Linked DNA regions of Mus musculus: all the other regions are linked to region 2. A link is a contact called in public Hi-C and promoter capture Hi-C data. All regions are on one chromosome and are shown on one strand. Each heading gives the region's core, a stretch centred on a gene start, on an enhancer-like site or on the middle of the called end of the contact. The rest is flanking DNA. Distances are from core to core; before and after follow the strand shown.

Region 1 (3,989 bases), core at 1,419-3,918, 680 kb before region 2:
TACTTGCAAGGAAACACTGTATTCATTCCTGCTGCTGGTCAAATAGAGCCAGTAACCCCCAGTTTAGAAGCATCACACTTTGAGCAGAGACCACCTGCAGGGAATGCACTGCTCCTGCCTAGAGCAGAGACCAGCTGCAGAGCATGTGCCACGCAACTGCTGGGGACCCGAAGTTACCTCGGCAAGAGTGATCCATCTTGTTGAACTGGAAGTAGCCAGACTTGCACTGACAGAGCGCGACACCATCCAGGTCGGTGCAGATGGAGGTCTCTTTGTCACATTCTGGACTCTTCCGCTTACACAAGCTGCCCGCTGGGATGTGAAAAACAAGGCAGTGAGACCAAACCAAACCTCTTCTTCACACCTTATGACGCATGAACTTGCTATTTCAATAGGCTCAGGGGAGAGTTTCCCAGAGTCTTCTTGGAACCATAGTCCTCTGAGGCCCTACACAGTCTCTACCTCTTGTTCCCTGGTCACCGCCAGTAAATAAATATTCACAAGCATTCCCTATGGAGAAACCAAACTGAGGAAGGAAAGGGCGCTGCCCAACCTACAAATGCAGCCTGGTGTATTCTGTACCTTCACGTTTAAGGACTGGGAGTAAGGGAGGTGGGGGGTGGGGCTGGAACAAACCCAGAAAATGTGACCATGTTCTTAGGAAGTCAGGAGCTTGGACCCAAACCAACCAATACAGTCAGACCAGTCTCAAGTGGAAACATGTCCGGGCTCTGTGTCCTAGGGGCCCAGGACCACTCTGTGGTAAGGCAGCTTGCTTTGCTCTCAGTGTGTTGCCTTTTGGAGGCTTATTATAGAACGAGGTTTGTATGGTAATCTGATTCCCCAGGGTTGGCAGGAAGCTGTCTGTCTGTCTGTCTGTCTGTCTGTCTGTTTGTCTCCCCACTACAGTGTTAGGAAGGTTTATTCAGCACTGGATCTGCAGCACAGAGACCAGTAGGTGAGCATGTGCTGGGGTGGGGGTGGGGGTGGGGGTGGGGGTGGGGGTGGGGAAGTCCTACTGGCCTGATCAGTCGCTACACCATCACCAGGAGAAACAGGCAGACGAGGAAAGAACCCAGTTTTAAGGCTGGTTTTGTGTTCATTTGGGGGCTTTATTCATCTCATGGTTGATAAAGAATCAGCTTATTCGTATCAAAAAGCATTCACTGCTGGGCACATAGTCCTCTGGGAGGTTTTAATACGGCCAAGATAATGAAGAGTACATTTTACCACCCAAGATACACGTCAGTGGGCGCACAGGGAGAACAGAACTATGAAACCAACATGACAGCGGCTAATAACTTATCCTCACATGGCAGATGTGTGCTTCTGCTGTTGGGGGGTCAAAAGCAAGTTGAACCCAGGAGGAGAGTGGCAGGGGGATGGGAAGAGTCTGAGCATTGTACAATGAAAATTGGGTGCTAATTTTGTAGGCATTGTCAAAGAAAAGGCCCCAGGCTCTTCAGAAGGTGCCTGTTAATTCTGCAAAATTAACCCTTGCCTGGGCAAATTCTGGTGATGGGAGCTGACACCAGGGCTTGATGGGCCCCGTGTGGAATTCCCAGCATCCATCCCTCTTGAGGGTCCCGAGAACTGAGACTGACTGTCTAGCCGGGTGAATTAGGGCACAGCTTCATTTCCCAGTGCTGAATTGAATTTCCTGCCTTTATCAGTGGAAGCTGACATGTTAAATCTGGGCTCCTTTGTTTATTGTTTTTAAAAAAAAGTTTGTATTTAAGGGGAAATGTTTAAACGGAAAAATCTCACCAGGCAAACTTTGCAAAGCTGGCACCAGGGAGGAACTCAGCTTCCGGCACCTCACATCTGACTTCTCTGAAGGCTTTGCCAGTCAATGAGACTTAGCAGAGAAAAACACCTCCAAGTATAAGGAGTATCCAGGCCATCCTAGGCTGGGAAATCCCACTCTGATTGGGTATTTTCTGGAAGTCAATGTTAAGTTCTCCTTCCATCCTGCCCACTGATCTAGGCTGCTAACGAATATTCATTGCCAAAAGCAACCAGTTCCTGCCTGCTGCCAGATTTCTGCTTGAACAGGGAGGGCAGGCCCCGCCCCTCCAATGAGGAGTGGCTTTCTCAATGAACGTGTCTCATAAAGCCACCCAAAAGGACCATGCAGAATCTCACTTAAATCGATCCTTGGTGATGTGAGTCTTCTGCATTCACCGTTCCCATGGTCTTTCCTGGGCATAACATCCGTCAAGATAGACAATGAGTACTCAGTAAGCCAAGGCTGAGGCCATGAGGGGGGATTTCCAAAGTCTCTAAATCCCAGGAGACCATGAGGACTAAAGGGCTTTGAAAGGAGGGAGATGGACATTCTCTGAACTGAGGGGACAAAGCCCTTCTCGCCAGCGGCAATGTCCAGAGCATCCTAGTGCTGCCCGGATGCTAGAAACCCAAAGGTGTGCAGCACCTGCTGGTCTAGCCTCCTCTCTAGCTCCAGAAAAATTACCAAGAGCCAGAGCTGGATCCTTTGGCAAAACCTAGAGAAGATCTGGAGGAAAAACAGATGTGAGTCCAATTTTGGCTACTAGGCATGGCTGTCTTTATGCTCAAGGGACTGGAAGGGAACACAGTGAGGATGGCCTCCTCATGGGGACAAGAGTCTTTCTATAGGCCACATGGGGGCAGTCCAAGCAAAGCAGCTGGGTGAGCGAGCACTCCTGCTAGGGCAGGCTCTTGCGCATCCACACAATCTTGCCAACTTGATCTGCAAAGCACAGATGCACAAGCTGGCAACAGAAAAGTACCTTGGTCCAATGCTGACCACGCCAAATGCAGTCTAGAAATGGTTAGCAAACTGAAGGGTGCCTACCTCACTGGGAGGAAAAATAGTACCCTGGAGCCCTGGGCATGAGAAACAAAACCATACAACCAGAGAGCCTCAAAGTATCCAGCACCCTAGAACAGGGCATGAACTTTGAACAAAAACACTCCAACTCTGTTATGTTCAGCTCATTTCCCCCCAGTTACTAAGTAGCCAGCCCCCCAGAGCCTATCTCAGGGTGAAAGCATCAGCTCCCAAGCTCTGCAGTGCAACTGTTCACTCGAGGAAAGCTCTGGACCAGCAGTTACAACATCCTGACCCACTGGGAATGGCCTAGACTAACCAGCGGATATGGCACCAAAACCTGATACCTTCAATTTATGTCTAACATCTGGATGCCAGATGGGGGAGACTTAGCCTAAGCTCTCCTTCCTTTGCCAGACCTCAACCACTGGTCCAATGAGCTAACCAGAGTACACTTTGATCACCAAGAGGGACTAGCCCACTGTGTCTAGGGGCGGTTCTCATTCCAGCAAAGTGTTCTTCTCCCAGCTATAAAACTATCCCTGAAAGACGCAAGTCTGTCTTCCAGACTTGTCCTGAGTCACCTTTCTCATTGGCCTTACCCCAACACAGGGCAAGAGCCTCCGACCAAACAAGAACAAAGGAAGGGAGAGTCCTGTCATTACGGCACTCCTGGGAGCATCCTGCCATGCTCCCTCTTAGTCATTCTATGGTTTTATGATAGAAAACAAACAAAAGATAGGTAATACTGCATGAGCATAGCTCTTTGTTTTTTCTTAGTCATCACCATATAAAGATTGTTGGATCATTGGCAACTTGACAGACTCTATATGTCACTTTCTGTCTCCCCAGGAAGCGGGAGTAACAGCTTTTGGTTCCTTCAGCTCCTGTAATATCTTCCTCTCACCCTGGCACTGTATAGAAGAAAAGAAGGAGCCAGATACCAAGGAGCTGATGCTGTAAAAGGCCATGTGTAGACAGATGTGTGCACTGAGTGTCATGAAGGCTTGTGCTTATAACTTCTAAAGACAAGCTCTGTGAAGGAGCTTTTCTGGGCCTGAGTCCCCAAACCTCCCATCTCTAAGTCTATGCCTACCTGCAAGAGCAGGTTTCCCCCCCTAGAGGACTCCCATCTTACCTCGAAAGACCCGCCTCTGAGACCCCAAGAGCTGGCAGA
Region 2 (3,782 bases), core at 361-2,860:
CCTCAGGAGACCCTGATTCAGAAAACAAAACGACTAAAGAATACTAGTTGAAGGCACTAGAGGAGAAAAGACACAGCTTGCAAGGTCTGCTTTTGAAATACAGGAACGGTGCCTCTGACTTGTAAGGCCCCCTTTTCCCAGGGGTTTTGTGCAGGAGGCAGAACACAGAGCATTACGGGCTTAATGAGAACACATGTTCAGACCTTACAGTAGCACAAGGTAACGGGGAGAAAGACTGCGAGGGGGAGGCTCACAGTGGCCACTACCTAATGAAAACTTAACAGTTACGAGACCCAGCAGAAGAATGTGATGTGTGCTGAGGGAAGAGAGCAGGGAGCAGAAACCACCTCTTCAGCCCTGAATTGAAGCAACTCCCTTAATGCGACTGTCATGTGCTCACTGGGCTTACAGGGAAATGAGCGTATAATAAGGTGTCGAGGAAGGCTAGCAATAACAGAAAGAACCAAACGAGGGGGAGGGGTGTGTGTGTGTGTGTGTGTTAAAAGAACACCAACAAAACAAAAAGCTCACTGGAGAGGATAAACGATGAGCAGAGCCAGAAGTGATATCATACTTCTACAACCCCAGCACTCTGGAAACTGAGGCAGAAGGATCTCAAATTCCAGGCCAGCCTGAGCTACACAGTAAGTTCAAGGCCAGTCTGAACACTGCAAGGCAAGGCTGAAAGCTACGCGTAGCACAGAAGAGAACCTGGTTCAATGCCAGAATACAGATAAGGCCTCCAGACGAAATGGGAAGAACGCTCTACTGGGGAGGTTTTGGTAGGCAGATCTGAGTGAACCGAGACTACAAGAATTTATAAAGACTGAGAGAGAGTTGAGGTGAAAGGAGGTGCAGACTTTACAGAGCAGAGGGGATGGGATAAAGGCAGCAAAGCCATAACTAACTAGAAAACGAATCCTGAACTTTGGTCTCCTGAGTTTTCTCAGTAGTAGCCTTCCTACCAACAGCTCTGTCTGGTTCTCCCTTCAACTGTTTCTCAAGTCTTCGGATAAGAGGTTCTCGGTGTGGTGCTTAAGTAAGCAGCATCAGTATCTAGGAATCCGAATTGTGGGGATGCATGCCAGAGCTCCTGAGTCAGAAAGTGGGGGGAGCGGGGCGGCAATCTGTTCTAACAAGCGCTTCGATTATTCTGATGCTCGTCCAAGTTTGTGGTACTACTGGCTAAGCGGAACGGGAGGGGACAAGTGCCTAACTCAGCTGCTCTGCAGGCAGCAGGGGCTGACGGCGGGTCCCGCGGGTCCGGCGGGTCCTGCGGGTCGGGCGAGGGCTTTCTCCTGCAGAGCACCTGCAGTCCGCCATCCGGGACGCCACACCCTCCACGTTACTCCAGCCACTCCCTCGCCCGGCCCGTTCGCGCCCCGCTTCGCCCTACCTCAGTGTCCGAAAGGACGTGATGGCGACACGGAGGCGAAGTGCCCAGGGAGACGGGAGCAGCTCCGGCACCGGCCGGGAGCCCGCCCAGCACAAGCAGGACGCCTCGCACCCACAGGCAGCCGCCCCAGCGGCCTCGCGGCCCTGGTCCCGGGCCGCCCGCTCCTCCAGACCCAGCGGCCGCCATCTTCGGGCCGGCGTCGTTACCATGGAGTGCGACGCCTCCTCGCCGCCGCCCGCCCTCGCCGCGGACAGGTGGCGGGCCGTAAGCCGCCTCGCCATTGGCCGGCATTACGCCGGGTCCGGCGGAGGACGAGGGCAGCGGCGACCGCGGCGACGCGCGGAGCTGGCCAATGAGCGCCGCGGGGCAGCCCACGTGAACTGAGCTGTGGGAACCCTGGGCTAGCGGGGATTAGTGCAAAGCGGTCGGGCGTGCGGAGCGGCGCATTCAGAAGCTGCTGCTGCCACTTCATTCCGTAGCAGCTAAGCGCTCGGCCCACAGCTGGTCCTGTGAACCAGACCCTTCAGTCCACTCCAGCACCATCACGTAACTACCAAAGCTATTTGGACAGCCAACTAGGGTTATGGTACATATGTGACAGCTTGTCTACCCACTACACAGGGAAAGTTAGAGAGCCCCGAGCTACAAGGTTGAAGTCTGCGCAAAGGTCACTTGCCATAGCATGTGTAAGTCATTCCTTATACCTTAAAGGAGTCTCAACCTTTCTCTGCTTACCGCAAATACTTAATTCCCAACATTGGCTCAACTTTGTAAACATAACTATTCAGCTTCCAAAGCCCATCCCGCCTCTTTTTTGTTGTTGTTACTGGGTTTCTCTGTGTATCCCTGGCTGTCCTGGAACTCACTCTTGTAGACCAGGTTGGTCTCGAACTCAGAAATTTGCCTGCCTCTGCCTCCCAATTGCTGGGATTAAAGGCGTGTCACCACTGCTGGGCTTCCTAACTACTTTAAAGATGGAATTCTAGAAATTGTTTAAAGCAGCACTTATTGTCCATTCAATTTCAGTTCTCAAAATTGCAAACCCCACCTCAGTTTATGGTGATTTGTCAAGATAGATCTGACACCCTCTTCTGTATCTAAAGACTACAGTGTACTTACATATAAATCTTTTAAAAAAAAAAAATCCCGCCGGGCGTGGCAGTGTACTTACATATAAATCTTTTAAAAAAAAAAATCCCGCCGGGCGTGGTGGCGCACGCCTTTAATCTCAGCACTCGGGAGGCTGAGGTAGGTGGATTTCTGAGTTCAAGGCCAGCCTGGTCTACAGAGTGAGTTCCAGGACAGCCAGGGCTATACAGAGAAACCCTGTCTCGAAGAAAAAAAAAAAAAAAATCCCAGCGGAGTACCTAAGACCCCTGTGCCGCTCCTTTCAGACACCTAACCTTTCCAGTGGTCACTGCTGACCACATAACTGACACACAAGTAGCTTTTGGGGAAAACAATTTAGATTATAATAAATCCAAGACTGACACCCCTAAAAAGTAGTTTCCAATATTAAGTACATAGGAATCTAGTGAGCTAACCTAGTTGCTCTTTATTACTCCTTTGGAGACCACTCACAACCCAGCAAGGAACACTTTTCCAAAAGTACAACTTGCAATGCCAACTTCGCTTTGAACTAACCAACCTTTCTGGGAACTGCCTTGTGCCCTCTGATGCAGTTTTCCCCGCAATAGTTGCAGTACCATCATCTTGGTGGAAAGGACTCAACCATTTTTTGGGGTGTGGGGGTACCTCACTATAGACCAGGCTGGCCTTTAACTCAAGAGATTTGACCACCACTGCCTGGCCATTTCTTTAATAGCTCAGGCTCTGTAGCACAGTCCAGTCTAAATTGGTTAATAAAAGAACTTGTTAGCAACCTAAATATGCCTTATTTCCAGGATATCCTCAAACCTTCATGTGTTTGAGAGCCCTGCATACTTTTGTAAATATGCTATTATCAACCCTGCAGGTACTGAAACCAGCCATTTTCAAGGGCAGTTTTCCAAGGTAGAAATAAAATGCACTAGTCTGACCTTTTCAGGACATACTACTTTCACTTGACCAATCCCAAATCAGTCCCCAACACCACCATGCCATCCTACCCCCGTTTATCCAGACAAGCACCATTCAAATTCTTCCCAAGTCCCTCCTGAGTTCTGGATTTGTATGGGGAACAAGCATGCACTATTACCATGGTGCCTCACCTCACGCCCACAGCATGGCAGTGGTCAGTGTCTCAGTGAGATCCACCTCAGGCCTATGATGACTTGATGCTTCTTTCACTAAAAATCTAGAATGGAAATCACGCTCCTATAGGTTACTCATATAACCCAGCTCTGCTCCAGCATTAATTAACAGAAAACTTTTCCTGAGACAGGCT
Region 3 (4,173 bases), core at 333-2,832, 640 kb after region 2:
TTCATAAAATGCTAAGCCGCTCTTCGGACAAGTCACATATGAACTCATAGGATCACTGGCATGTTTGTTACTAACATCATTCTTCACTGTGTACAGAGAAATACAGCTCAATACCATTCTATATATTTAGAACATTTACTGAGGTAACAAAACATGCATTTTTCTATATTCATGTGAAAACGGCTTCGTGAAGCTGCTATGGAAATATAGCCACTCTCCCCTACCTTGTTTGTTGTTGGGTTGTTTTTTTTTTAAGGATTTACTTATTTTATGTCTATGGGTATTTTGTTTGCATGTGTGACTAAGTACCACATGCAACCTCTGCCCACAGAGGCCAGAAGACAGCATCTGATCTTCATGTGGGTGCTGGGAACTCAACCGCAGGCCTCTGGAGGAGTAGTCAGTGCTGTTAACCACTGAGAAATATCTCCAGCCCTCCACCATGATTTTGAGACAGGGTATCTCACTGGGATTTGCAGATGAAGCCAGGATGGCTAGCCAGGGAGTCCTAGAGTCTTGTTTCTCTATTACTGGGACCAAATTCCCATCACCGGGATTACAGTGTACGACGACTTTTTACAGGGGTGCAGGAATTGAACTCAGGTCTTCATGCTTTCAGAGCAAGCAGTGACAGACTGAGCTATCTCTACAGCCCTTCACCAACCAGTTGCATACCCTGGGGACAAAAAAATCCTCTCTTGGGCGCAGTGAGATGGCTAGCTGGTAAAGGGCCTTGTACCCAAACCTGATACCTGGGTTCAATCTCCAGGATCCACATAGTTCAAGAACAGAACAGAACCAATTCCCCAAAGTTATCCCTTGATCCTAAGTAGCATGCATACACCCAAACACTCAGCCACACCCACAAGCACACGAACCTTTTTTTTTCTTTTGTAAGATGAAGTTAGTGATGTATATGTCCTATAGTCTGAACTGACCGCCCTCTTCTAGCAACCTAAGGTGGCGATCGACGCTATATGAAAAGGGCTTTGTAAAGACACAAGTCGGGTGCCAGAAGTAAGCATATCCTTCCTGGCACAGGTATGCACACAGTAACCATAGGAGTACAGCTTGTAAGCCGCTTGTTTCCAGCTTCTATTTTTCCTGTCCCGCGTGCGCACCCCCTAAAGCCTCCAAGAAGTCAACCACTTCCACAGCGCCAGTTTAGGCTCCCGGTAAGACCTGCTAGTCAGACTGCAGAATTCCGTGATGGAGAAATCACTACGTCGGAATGCATAAACCCGCCCAATCCCTTCCCCAGCCCGGCCCCTCTCCGTGTCTCCTTAGGGAAGCTCACGCATCCAAAAGCCCCGGCCCCATCCCCACATCGCCCTCCGTGCCCTGTCTGCTACGCGCCTTTGCTGGAAAATGGGCCTCAGAATGTAGGTGTTCTCAGGCTCCCCTGAGTTCTTGTCGACCTCACTCAAGCCCTCGGAGTGAGCCGATAAGGACAGGCCGCGGAAGGACACAGCCATATCCCTGCGTCTGGTCCAACAGATCTCTAGAAGGAAGTGTGGTCGGTTGCGGCTCCGAAGATCCCGGCACAGGTCGCTAGGGCAACGGGTCTCACACGTGACGTGTGGTGACCACCGCTGCGCCTGCGCACTGGCTGGAGGCCGTGAGCCCGCTGGGAAATGAGTACCAAACCGAGACCAGGACTTTTTAAGAGAAGTTAGGCAACCGACCACTTGCCACTGAGAGGCAGACCAAACCAGACCTAACTTCCTTTTTTTTTTCTTCCTATTTTTTTGAGACAGGATGCAAATAGCTCAGACTGGCCTCTAATTCCTGCCTCCATCTCCCCAGGTTTGGGATAACAGAGTTATCGGTGCCAAGTTCTATGGGTGCTGGAACTAGAACGCTACTGGGTCACAACTGCACACCGTCCCTTCTGGGTTTGGACAACTTGTGAGTTAAAAGTAGGAAACAAGTAGAATTTATATGTAATTTTGCTTTGTTTCCAGACAGGGTTTCTCTAAATCCTCTTGACTGTCTTGGAACTGACTCTGTAGACCATACTGGTTTCAAACGCCCAGAGAGCCACTTGCCTCTGGCTTCTAAATGCTGAGATTACAGGTGTTGGCCACCAAACAGACCCAGCACACATTTTTGTTTGCTTGTTTTTATTTTACATTTTTGTTATACAATATATTCTTAACATGCTTTCCATCTCTACCCCCTTGTGAGGTTCAAAGGAAACTCTAAACTACAAAAGATAGCCCAAATATCCAGATATAAGCTCAAAGTGGAGTAGAGTATTTCTAGCTGTGAGATAAAAGCCCGCATTGCTCAGGAAATTGTGAGACCAATTCCCTTACCTCTGGTAGAAGGGACATAAGCCTACTCAGGCTTATGTGAAGGTATCAAAACACATGCTGGCTTTCCTGAAAGATAGCCTTGACCACATCCAGTCTCCTGTCTATGTTCTAAGTCTACTTCTTTCCCTCTGTACTCTCGACTATTTCAGATGTCTCTGGCTCTTCTCTTTTTGTTTTTTGTTTTTTTAAAGATTTATTTATTTATTATATGAAAGTACACCGTAGCTGTCCAGAAGAGGGAGTCAGATCTTGTTACAGATGGTTGTGAGCCACCATGTGGTTGCTGGGATTTGAACTCCGGACCTTCGGGAGAGCAGTAGGGTGCTCTTACCCACTGAGCCATCTCACCAGCCTGTTTTTTGTTTTTTTGAGACAGGGTTTCTCTGTGTAGCCCTGGCTGTCCTGGAACTCACTCTATAGACCAGGCTGGCCTCGAACTCAGAAATCTGCCTGCCTCTGCCTCCCAAGTGTTGGGATTAAAAGCGTATGCCATCACCGCCCAGCCTGGGGGTTGGGGGGCGGGGAGGGGGCGGCAAGCCGGGCATGGTAGCACATGCTTTTAACTCCAGCACCATGTAGGCAGGGGCAGGCAGATTTTGAAGTCTGAGACCAGCCAGTTCTCTTTGTTTTTTTGTTTTTTGTTTCCCAAGACAGGGTCTTTCTGCATAGCCCTGGTTGTCCTAGACCTATAGAGCAGAGGGTGTGCCTGTTCTACTGAGGGAGTTTTGTTAGATCCCAAAGAAAACCAAGACCAGTATCTGTGGCTCCTTCTATCACTCTCACCCGGCCCCCACTTTAAACCACTCCAACCCAGGGGCTGGGCTTCATTTCTCTTCCCCGACCAAAACCTCACCCCACCCCCTGCTTGATACCTATATAACTGCCATTTTGGCTACATGCCCTCTTTGTTCCATGCACTCTCTTAGTCCTCTGCCCCCCTCTCCTCTCTCTTCTGTTCCTCTCACTGCTCCCTTTCCTCTCATGGCCTAGTCTTGTCCTGCTGGCCATGGTCAGTCTGGAGGTCAGGACTCTTCCAGATGCTGCAGGCTGTTCTCTTCCTCATATCTATAATGAAATTTGTCTCCTCAACCATGCTTAGCAGTGGTTGTGTCTTCCTTTTCATTCAAGCTGCAAAACAGCTGGGGTCTACACAGAGAAACTCTGTTTAGGATAGGGGAGGTGAGAAGGGCTACCATGCTGCACTGGACTTTGAAATGTGTAACAGGTACTTGTGATGCCAAGGGACCTGGGAGAGGCAGGCACGAGCTTTGATGTGCTGAAAGGGGCCACAGGTAGCCATTATGTCCCTTCTGTCAAAGGCAATGATTGTTCTCTTCCTCATATCTCAATACAACCCTTTGACAGACTCCTTTAGGCAGATAAAAACTGGTTTCACAAGTTCCTAAGGAACTTTTATCACATCTCCAGAAATCCTCCTATAGTTCAGGTTAAGCTCATTACAACATAAATGAACTGACTTTTGGAGTTGGGGAATTAGAGTTTCCTTTAGACCTGACAAGTTCATTTTGTGTTGACCAACTGTTCTTAGACATGAAGTCTACCCTGAAGTATGGTTATATACCCAGTGAGAATCACTGGAGCAAAGTAATTTTCCTTTGCAGAGGGTATCAATTGCAGATAGCCTCTTGGTTAGGGGTAACAGCCTGTGTCCATTTCTACCCTGTCTGGCTTGAACCTACAGGTCTTGTGCACTCTGCCATAGTCTCTGGGAGTTCATCTGTGTCTCACACCTGTTGCATTTGAAAGACACTTGGAGCCATCCACCACTTCTGGCTCTTGGTCTTTCCTCCACCTCTTTGGAATACATCCCTGAGCCCTGAAGGAAGAAGTTTGA

What was found. Promoter capture Hi-C pulls out the DNA fragments that hold promoters and counts their contacts. Hi-C and Micro-C count contacts between places; a contact is called where the count stands out from the background.
Region 1: a Hi-C map of cortical neurons shows a contact between it and region 2, with 4 times the contacts expected there. The contact joins the enhancer-like site here to the promoter of Lmln in region 2. A contact is called at or near these places in 1 of 39 promoter capture datasets (hippocampal neurons), 1 of 484 Hi-C or Micro-C datasets (cortical neurons) and 1 of 115 datasets of contacts at active chromatin or transcription factors (effector CD8 T cells).
Region 3: a contact with region 2 is called in a promoter capture Hi-C map of erythroid cells, with 6 times the contacts expected there. The contact joins the promoter of Tctex1d2 here to the promoter of Lmln in region 2. A contact is called at or near these places in 2 of 39 promoter capture datasets (erythroid cells and liver), 2 of 484 Hi-C or Micro-C datasets (CD4 T cells and muscle stem cells) and 1 of 115 datasets of contacts at active chromatin or transcription factors (astrocytes).

Annotation. Positions count from the first base shown.
Region 1 is chr16:33,738,685-33,742,673 of GRCm38.p6, reverse strand. Heg1 (heart development protein with EGF-like domains 1) reads right to left here. Exons shown (of 15, transcript NM_175256.5): 9 at 3,951-3,989; 10 at 178-312. Among named protein-coding and RNA genes, the nearest start is that of Muc13, 54 kb to the left of the region's middle. Within about 2 kb of position 2,668, at least 79 of the 459 cell types and tissues checked have an H3K27ac peak or open chromatin away from gene starts, as enhancers often do. A contact at or near this core is called in cortical neurons and hippocampal neurons, where this site is marked.
Region 2 is chr16:33,060,349-33,064,130 of GRCm38.p6, reverse strand. It overlaps Lmln (leishmanolysin-like (metallopeptidase M8 family)), which reads right to left and starts at 1,610. Exons shown (of 17, transcript NM_172823.2): 1 at 1,397-1,610. The coding sequence starts at 1,582.
Region 3 is chr16:32,417,111-32,421,283 of GRCm38.p6, reverse strand. Tctex1d2 (Tctex1 domain containing 2) reads right to left here and starts at 1,582. Exons shown (of 5, transcript NM_025329.4): 1 at 1,357-1,582. The coding sequence starts at 1,475.